Regions from separate parts of the Zea mays genome. Here region 1 is linked to region 2. The links are chromatin contacts, called in public Hi-C maps. All regions are on one chromosome and are shown on one strand. The core of a region is the stretch at or near the end of the contact, and the rest is flanking DNA. Distances in the headings are between cores, read along the strand shown.

What was found. A called contact is a pair of places that touch in the nucleus more often than the background predicts.
Region 1: a Hi-C map of root tip shows a contact between it and region 2, with 2.7 times the contacts expected there. The contact joins the enhancer-like site here to the promoter of LOC100276986 in region 2. A contact is called at or near these places in 9 of 25 Hi-C or Micro-C datasets (bundle sheath, ear, endosperm and 3 more) and 2 of 3 datasets of contacts at active chromatin or transcription factors (leaf and seedling).

Annotation. Positions count from the first base shown.
Region 1 is chr6:178,722,330-178,725,908 of Zm-B73-REFERENCE-NAM-5.0, reverse strand. It overlaps LOC103630794 (TATA-binding protein-associated factor BTAF1), which reads left to right. Exons shown (of 29, transcript XM_008651860.3): 22 at 393-497; 23 at 568-786; 24 at 1,011-1,265; 25 at 1,383-1,432; 26 at 1,575-1,684; 27 at 1,757-1,839; 28 at 1,913-2,125; 29 at 2,207-2,581. The coding sequence ends at 2,347. Among protein-coding and RNA genes, the nearest start is that of LOC103630794, 24 kb to the left of the region's middle. Within about 2 kb of position 2,173, at least 2 of the 20 cell types and tissues checked have an H3K27ac peak or open chromatin away from gene starts, as enhancers often do. A contact at or near this core is called in root tip, where this site is marked.
Region 2 is chr6:178,603,975-178,607,537 of Zm-B73-REFERENCE-NAM-5.0, reverse strand. It overlaps LOC100276986, which reads left to right and starts at 1,732. Exons shown (of 2, transcript NM_001150665.2): 1 at 1,732-2,007; 2 at 2,980-3,563. The coding sequence starts at 1,821. The coding sequence ends at 3,257.

The sequences.
Region 1 (3,579 bases), core at 924-3,423, 120 kb before region 2:
AGATTTCATAGCCTAGTGGTTATGACTCTTGAGTAGACTCCCCGTGGAAATTAATTTCAAGGCTGTTTAAAAACATCCCTCACTAGCAACCCATAAAACTATGGTAATGGTGGCAGTCGGCGTGTGTGAGCGGTGGTCTATGTGAGTGGTGCGGTCTTATCTAGGGGTATTGACGGGACTCTATCTGGTGGCTGTAGCCGGCAGTCTAGGTTATGGTGTAAGATCTGCAACTGTCAGGGTTTGGGGTGTCTCGGTCCTTTTGAAAACGGATGTTTCTTTTAAACTATACCGTTGGGGCAGTCTTTGTCCTGCTGAGTACATGTTCTCTTTGAATCTACCTGAGTCTGTTCTTGTATGAAATATACTGTACTGAAGCCCGTTGTCCTTTACAGTTCCAAGCTGCATATGGAAAACCCTTGCTAGCTGCCAAAGATTCTAAATGTTCAGCAAAGGATGCTGAAGCTGGTATTCTTGCAATGGAGGCACTGCATAAGCAGGTATTTATTATTTATAATTGTATTACAAATGACCTTTTGTAGATAAATAAATTTGAACATGCTGTACCAGGTCATGCCGTTTCTACTGAGAAGAACAAAGGATGAAGTTTTATCTGATCTTCCAGAGAAGATAATCCAGGATAGATATTGTGATCTCAGTCTATTGCAGCTCAAACTTTATGACAAATTTTCCAGCTCCAATGCAAAAGACGAGATTTCAACTATAGTAAAAGCAAATGAACTGGAGGAATCTGCACCTCAACCAAAGGCAACTCGGCATGTGTTTCAGGTGCTGCAGTTGAATCTCATCCTTGTTATTCATTTAGGCCTTGTTCATTTATTTCAATTCCATGTGGATTGAGTGGGATTGGGGTGCATTTTGACTTGTTATGGATTTAAAACGACTCAATCCCACCCAATTCACATGGTTTAACATCAAAACGAACAAGCCCTTACATTTTTTTTTTGTTTTAATGGGATTGCTTTCTAACTAAATTTGCATTTTTAATGCAGGCATTGCAGTACCTATTAAAACTATGCAGCCATCCCTTGCTTGTAACTGGGGAGAACCCCCCAAATCATCTTGTGGATCTTCTGAATGAAATAGGTCTGGGATCTGGCAGTGAGCTTCATGAGCTTCACCACTCACCTAAGCTTGTTGCTCTTCAAGAAATACTTCAAGAATGTGGTATAGGGTCAGAAATATCTAGTCCTGATGCTTCTACAGCTGTTGGGCAACACAGAGTTTTGATTTTTGCTCAGCATAAGGTATGAAAACCTATCGAAATTTGAGATGGTTATTTTGTCATTCCAAGGCCTTTCGTTCTGTCATCCTTTCAAGTGGGGAAAAAATCTTGTCTCACGGTCCAACTTTCTTTCCTTCAGGCTTTTCTTGACATCATAGAGAAGGACCTGTTTCAATCTCATATGAGAAGGTGAGTTATATGACATTTTATTTCTTGTGCTGGGTCCATGTGTTGATCTTGCTGTATGGTATGGGCTTCTGCTGCATTCCTTTGGTTGTAGTGATTATTCTTTGAGCAAATCATCTAATTAAGAAAACTTGATGTTTTGCAGTGTCACATATTTGCGGCTGGATGGCTCTGTTGATCCAGAGAAGAGATTTGAAATCGTTAAAGCATTCAATTCAGACCCAACCATTGATGTACTTCTGCTAACAACCCATGGTATGTTTAGGAAGCTGTGGAATTGTTCATTGATATGTTGGGAAAGCTTGGTCTGATTCTTTCTTTTTGCAGTCGGTGGGCTTGGCTTGAACTTGACATCTGCCGACACATTGGTGTTCGTGGAACATGATTGGAACCCAATGAAGGACCTTCAGGTAAGTTTTGTGTTTCTTTGTATTTTTCATGAGGATTTTTCGTTTAGTCATCATAGCCTTGTCTGTCTTGTAGGCTATGGACAGAGCACATCGATTGGGTCAAAGGAAAGTGGTGAATGTTCACCGTCTCATCATGCGTGGCACCCTTGAGGAGAAGGTGATGTCTCTCCAGAGGTTCAAGGTGTCAGTCGCCAATGCTGTCATCAATGCTGAGAACTCGAGCTTGAAGACCATGAACACTGACCAGCTGCTTGATCTGTTCACATCAACCCCTGCTTCAAGAAAAGTAAGGCAGTTCGTTTGTTTGTTCTTTGCTTTCGTGGGAAATGTTTTGTTTTTCTGATCCATTCTCTGGCCCGTGTATCAGGCAAGCGACGAGCAGAGTAAGAGGAAATCTGGTGGCAAAGGCTTGAAGTCCATTCTTAATGGTCTGGATGAGCTTTGGGATCAGTCGCAGTATGCCGATGAGTATGATCTGAACCAGTTCCTGGCGAAGCTGAACGGCTGAGCCACCACCGGCTGGCTCGTGTACAGTGTATAAAGCAATTTGGGGCAGGTTAATTTTGTTGTTGCTGTTGTTTGATAGAGGAAGGAAAAGATTAGATGCTAACAGATATAGGTGGTGGTTGGGGTTACGATCTCAATTTTTTTGGTTTCCATCTTCCTCAATTTTTGTTTTGAGGAGTTGTATATACTCTGCTCACCTATAATCAAAGCTGCAGCTCTTATCAGAATTTCCCTTGATTGGTCATGGTGACTGTTCCATGTACTTTGTTCTGCCGCGGCCGTAGCTATATGGACTGCTGCAGCTGCAATTCATAGAAACAAAATACTTCATAGAAACAAAATATTGTAGAAGCCGCATTTGGATTAAAGACGCGGCAAGTCGCAGCGAACCTGGAAAGGTGAATGCTGATATGCTTGCACACTTTCTAGACCTATCGCTTGTTCAAACCATCTCAACCGATGTTGAATAAGTTTTTCTTCAATTAGTGTTCTAGTTGATGTTTCTTACTCGATCCAATCTTGTGTGCCCACATATCCAACGCAATATATGCATCTCTGCGACAGTTGTTGGATACACTGTCTCTTAGTAGACCAACATTCAACCCCATATAACATAGCAGGCCTAATCGTCGTCCTATAGAACTTGCCTTTCAACTTCTGTGACACTCTCTTGTCACATAGTACTCTCGGTGCTTGACGCCATTTCATCCATCCCTCCTTGGATCCTATAGCTAACATCTTCATCAATATCACAATATCTCTGTAGCATTAATCCCAAATAACGGAAGGTGTCCTTTGGTACTACCAGCCTACCAAACTTACAACTCAATCCTCACTAATTGTAGTACCAGTCATATTTCATATACTCGGTTTTGGTCTTGCTAATTCTAAATCCTTTTGACTCTAGGGTTCGATGATATAACTCTAGCTTTCTATTTACTCTTTCCCGGCTTTTATCTACTAGAACTACATCGTCAGCGAAAAACATGAATCCTTACACCGCTCCATGACCTGTCTCATTAAGAAAATTGCTTCCATGGTTGACCTTCCAGGCATGAATCCAAATTGATTCATGGTGGTATGCGTCATTCCTCTCAGGCGATACTCAATAACTCTCTCCCATAGCTTCATAGAGTGGCTCGTGAGCTTAATCCCTCGATAGTTGGTACAACTTTGAATATCTCTAACACCCCGTTTGGATCACTGGAATTGAATTCCATTCTAATAATAGTA
Region 2 (3,563 bases), core at 483-2,982:
TCTCGCGCCGACCCATCTGGGCTGGGACACGCAGCGACAATTTACTCGTCGGTCCAGGGACCCCCGGGGTCGAAACACCGACAATGCCATTCTACTGTGCTAAAATCACTTGTTTTCAAAGTAGATTTTTTTCATAGAGGTAGTAGTTGAGATATTGCCTTGAGATCACGTGAGCCTAGGGGTGGTAATGGATCACAATCTAAATGCTTCTTCACAAAATGATAGGGCCATAAATAAATTTTAGTTCAAAAATAAATAGAAATAGGGTCCGATCCTAATCTGATCTGATCCTTAAATCTTATAGTGTAAAATTTAGAGTCCATTGTCACTCATACGTGAGGGTATCTGCAGGTGTCCTCTAAATTTTCCTCCCTATACATTACTATGTAGCCGCGTCAGTAAGATTCCTTCTCCTATTTTAACTCTTCCCGTAACGGTTTGCCTTAAATTCTCCCTTATATTCTACTATAACTATAAAATAATAGTTTTCATAGTTATTCATCATCTATTATCAATTTTTATACAATAAATAAATATTGGCATGCACTTAAAACGATCCAAGGGGAGCTGGCCACTTCACCCTCGTTTGTGTACACTCCTCTTGCACTGTAGCAACTTTTGGGGCAGCGGTGCAGCCGATAAAGGAACTACAGTGTTAGGGGAAAAGAAGGTGATGGGGTCAGTCTAAAACTAGCTCTAACAAGAAACTCTAAGGCTGTCTCCAGCAACGTCCCCTAAATTTTATCCCCTAAAGGAATATTCTCTGTCCTTTACAGAACCCTCTAAAAAATTTCGTTCTCTATATCTTCGCCAACTCCAGCAACGTCCTCTAAATTCGGTACTCTATATCTAACAGAATTCATATACTCATTTTTAATACTCATTTATTTGATATTAATACAATTTGAACTTATGTGCGTAATGAAAAAAATGAAGTTATTTATTTCTAGAAATTTTATAAAAATGAATTAGGAACTAATTATAATAATTACATTTTGCAACCGACATTACTAATCGTTTTTTTCATAACGCCGTCTACGTACATATCTATATATGTATTGGACATAAACTGATAATACTAATCTAATAATCCCAATTAGCAAAAGTGCTGCTACTATTAGATTTACACGCAAAAAAAAGAATAGAATTAATCAGCCAGCGGAGGTAGCAGAGGTAGCTGCAGACGGATGACCACATTGAAGAGCGGGCCCAGAGCGGAGCAGACGGATAGCGCGCGTAAGGACTTCTCTACGTTTAGCGTTCGCCGTACGTCCTCTATATTTTAGAGTTCCATTTAGAGTTCCTTGTTGGACGGCGTAGAGAACGTTTCGTACTCTAAATTTAGAGTACAGGACCATTTACCGTGTATTGCTGGAGGCAGTCTAAAGGGTCATATACCCTAAATTTAGAGGATAAAATCGTTATGTACTCCCTCCAACAACGTTCTCTAAACGGTTCTCTAAATTTAGAGTGTTGCTGGATCATCTATATATAGAGTTTCTCTAAACGGTTATCTATCAAATTGAATAATTTAAACAACCAGTTTAGAAAAATTAAAATATATACAATAGTATGACAAATACATATATAAAAAAAATAAAAAATATTTCTAATATAGATATTTATGTATAGAGGACATAATTTAGAGTATGTTATTGAAGAGAAATGAGATATAGAAGATATAATATTTTAGAAGAGACTATAAATAACAGATATAGAGTATCAATACAGATTAGTCGCTGGAGATAGAGCCGAGAACAAGGGCAACTGACGCGGTCACCCTCGCCCCCAACACAGAGAGAAGGTCTGCTCTCCACCGGATGGACTCCCACGGCAAGCCCAAGCCCGCCGGTTCGACGCCGCCGACGCCGCCGAAGCCGCCGAAGCCGCCGACGCCGCCGAAGCCGCCGACGCCGCCGACGCCGACGCCGCCGACGCCCGAGGCGAGGAAGGGGTTCATGCGCCGCATCTTCCCTTTCCTCCTAGCCGCCAACCTCTTTGTCGTAGGTCAGCTTGCCTCTACTCCCCCTCCCAGCCTCCCTCCCTCGCTCATCAGTTCGATTCGCTTTGGGGTCACTAGGTTTTCGTTGCACTCGGCGATTTCTCGCTGTCTGGTACGCATAAGATGCCGTGTTAGGACTTAGGAGCATCGCACCCGTTTGGTGTTTGCCCTTGCGAGTTTGACTAGGTTTAAGTGCCGCTGGGTAATTGTCCTCGGAGTCTGCTCTAGCTAAGATCCGCTTAGGAGATCTTGTTTTGGATCAAATTCTAGTGAGATGAGAAAATCAGCAATGTGCTTAGGCGTTATGGATTACGAGCTGCCCTCCTGGTTTCTTTTTGTATTGACCGGTGCTCTACTTGCTGGCAGTCGTAGCTGATTCTACATTTTGAGTTTTCACCCAGCAAGTTCCTGTTAGGGCCTTCGATTTTCGTATGTGGTTGCTACTCCACCTACTTAATTATGCACATGAATCACTTTTCTAGTTACTTGGCTTCAGAATTAATCAGCAGTTAGCGTTAGTTACCGCCTAAAGTGTCGGCTGAGTGTTCTTTCTGCTTATAATATGCTACAGTAGAAAGCAATAAAGAACCTGTAAACATGAGATGCAACCATAATTGAAGGTGAAGTGTTTATTATAGTAACGTATATAATGGGCCGATCATACTCCCCTTTTTTCACCCGAACAACAATCTGATCATAGTGATGTTATCTGCTGTTCCAACTTCCAAATGATGATTTCATTTGATCTGCGAGGGATGGGACAAAAACATGACTCAGGTCTTGGGTTACACTCAGCCAATTATGAATGTGCAAATGTTTTTATTCATGATTACGCCAGCATGTCCCTTTCATCAAAGAGTTAAATATGCACTGGACTAAAGTGCTGGGATGCTTATGTTTCCAGTTCTGAAGGTTGTTCTTTCTCAAATCAAATTTTTAGATGGGCTAGTTTACTGAATTCTTTGTATAACATGTAGCTTATGTCCTCGTGCGGGCCAACCAAAAGGACTCAGCAAAGAAGGACCCAACGACTGATCCTGCTACTGCAACTGCTGGGAAGCCTGCTGAGCCAGTCTCTATCCCCAGAAAGGAGCTCCCACCAATCCCTGAAGATGACCAGCGCAAGCTCTACAAATGGATGCTGGAAGAGAAGCGGAAGATCAAGCCACGCAATGCTGCCGAGAAGAAGAAACTCGATGAGGAGAAGGCCCTTCTAAAAGAGTTCATCCGAGCAGGATCCCTCCCAAGCTTCTAAAAGAGATCAAGCCATTTGGGTCTCTTGTGTCTGATGTTCAGCCAAGAAGATGATTGGGCCTGATTGGATTGTGTACAAACACAGTACTGTGCTATCTTGTAAACTGATGTCTCCATGATGTAGCCTCCTCGAGTTCAAAGGTTGTGTGGATGCAAACTAGTGTTGTGTGCATTGGTTCTAGAGATTCTTCAAGGCTAAAAAAACTAAAGTGTGTCAAATTCTTCTGTTCCATTCCATCCGCAATTTGCTCCGTTGACAATTTTATGTTCTGTGGCTCTCGTGTGATGAGTGAACTCATCGCGTGTG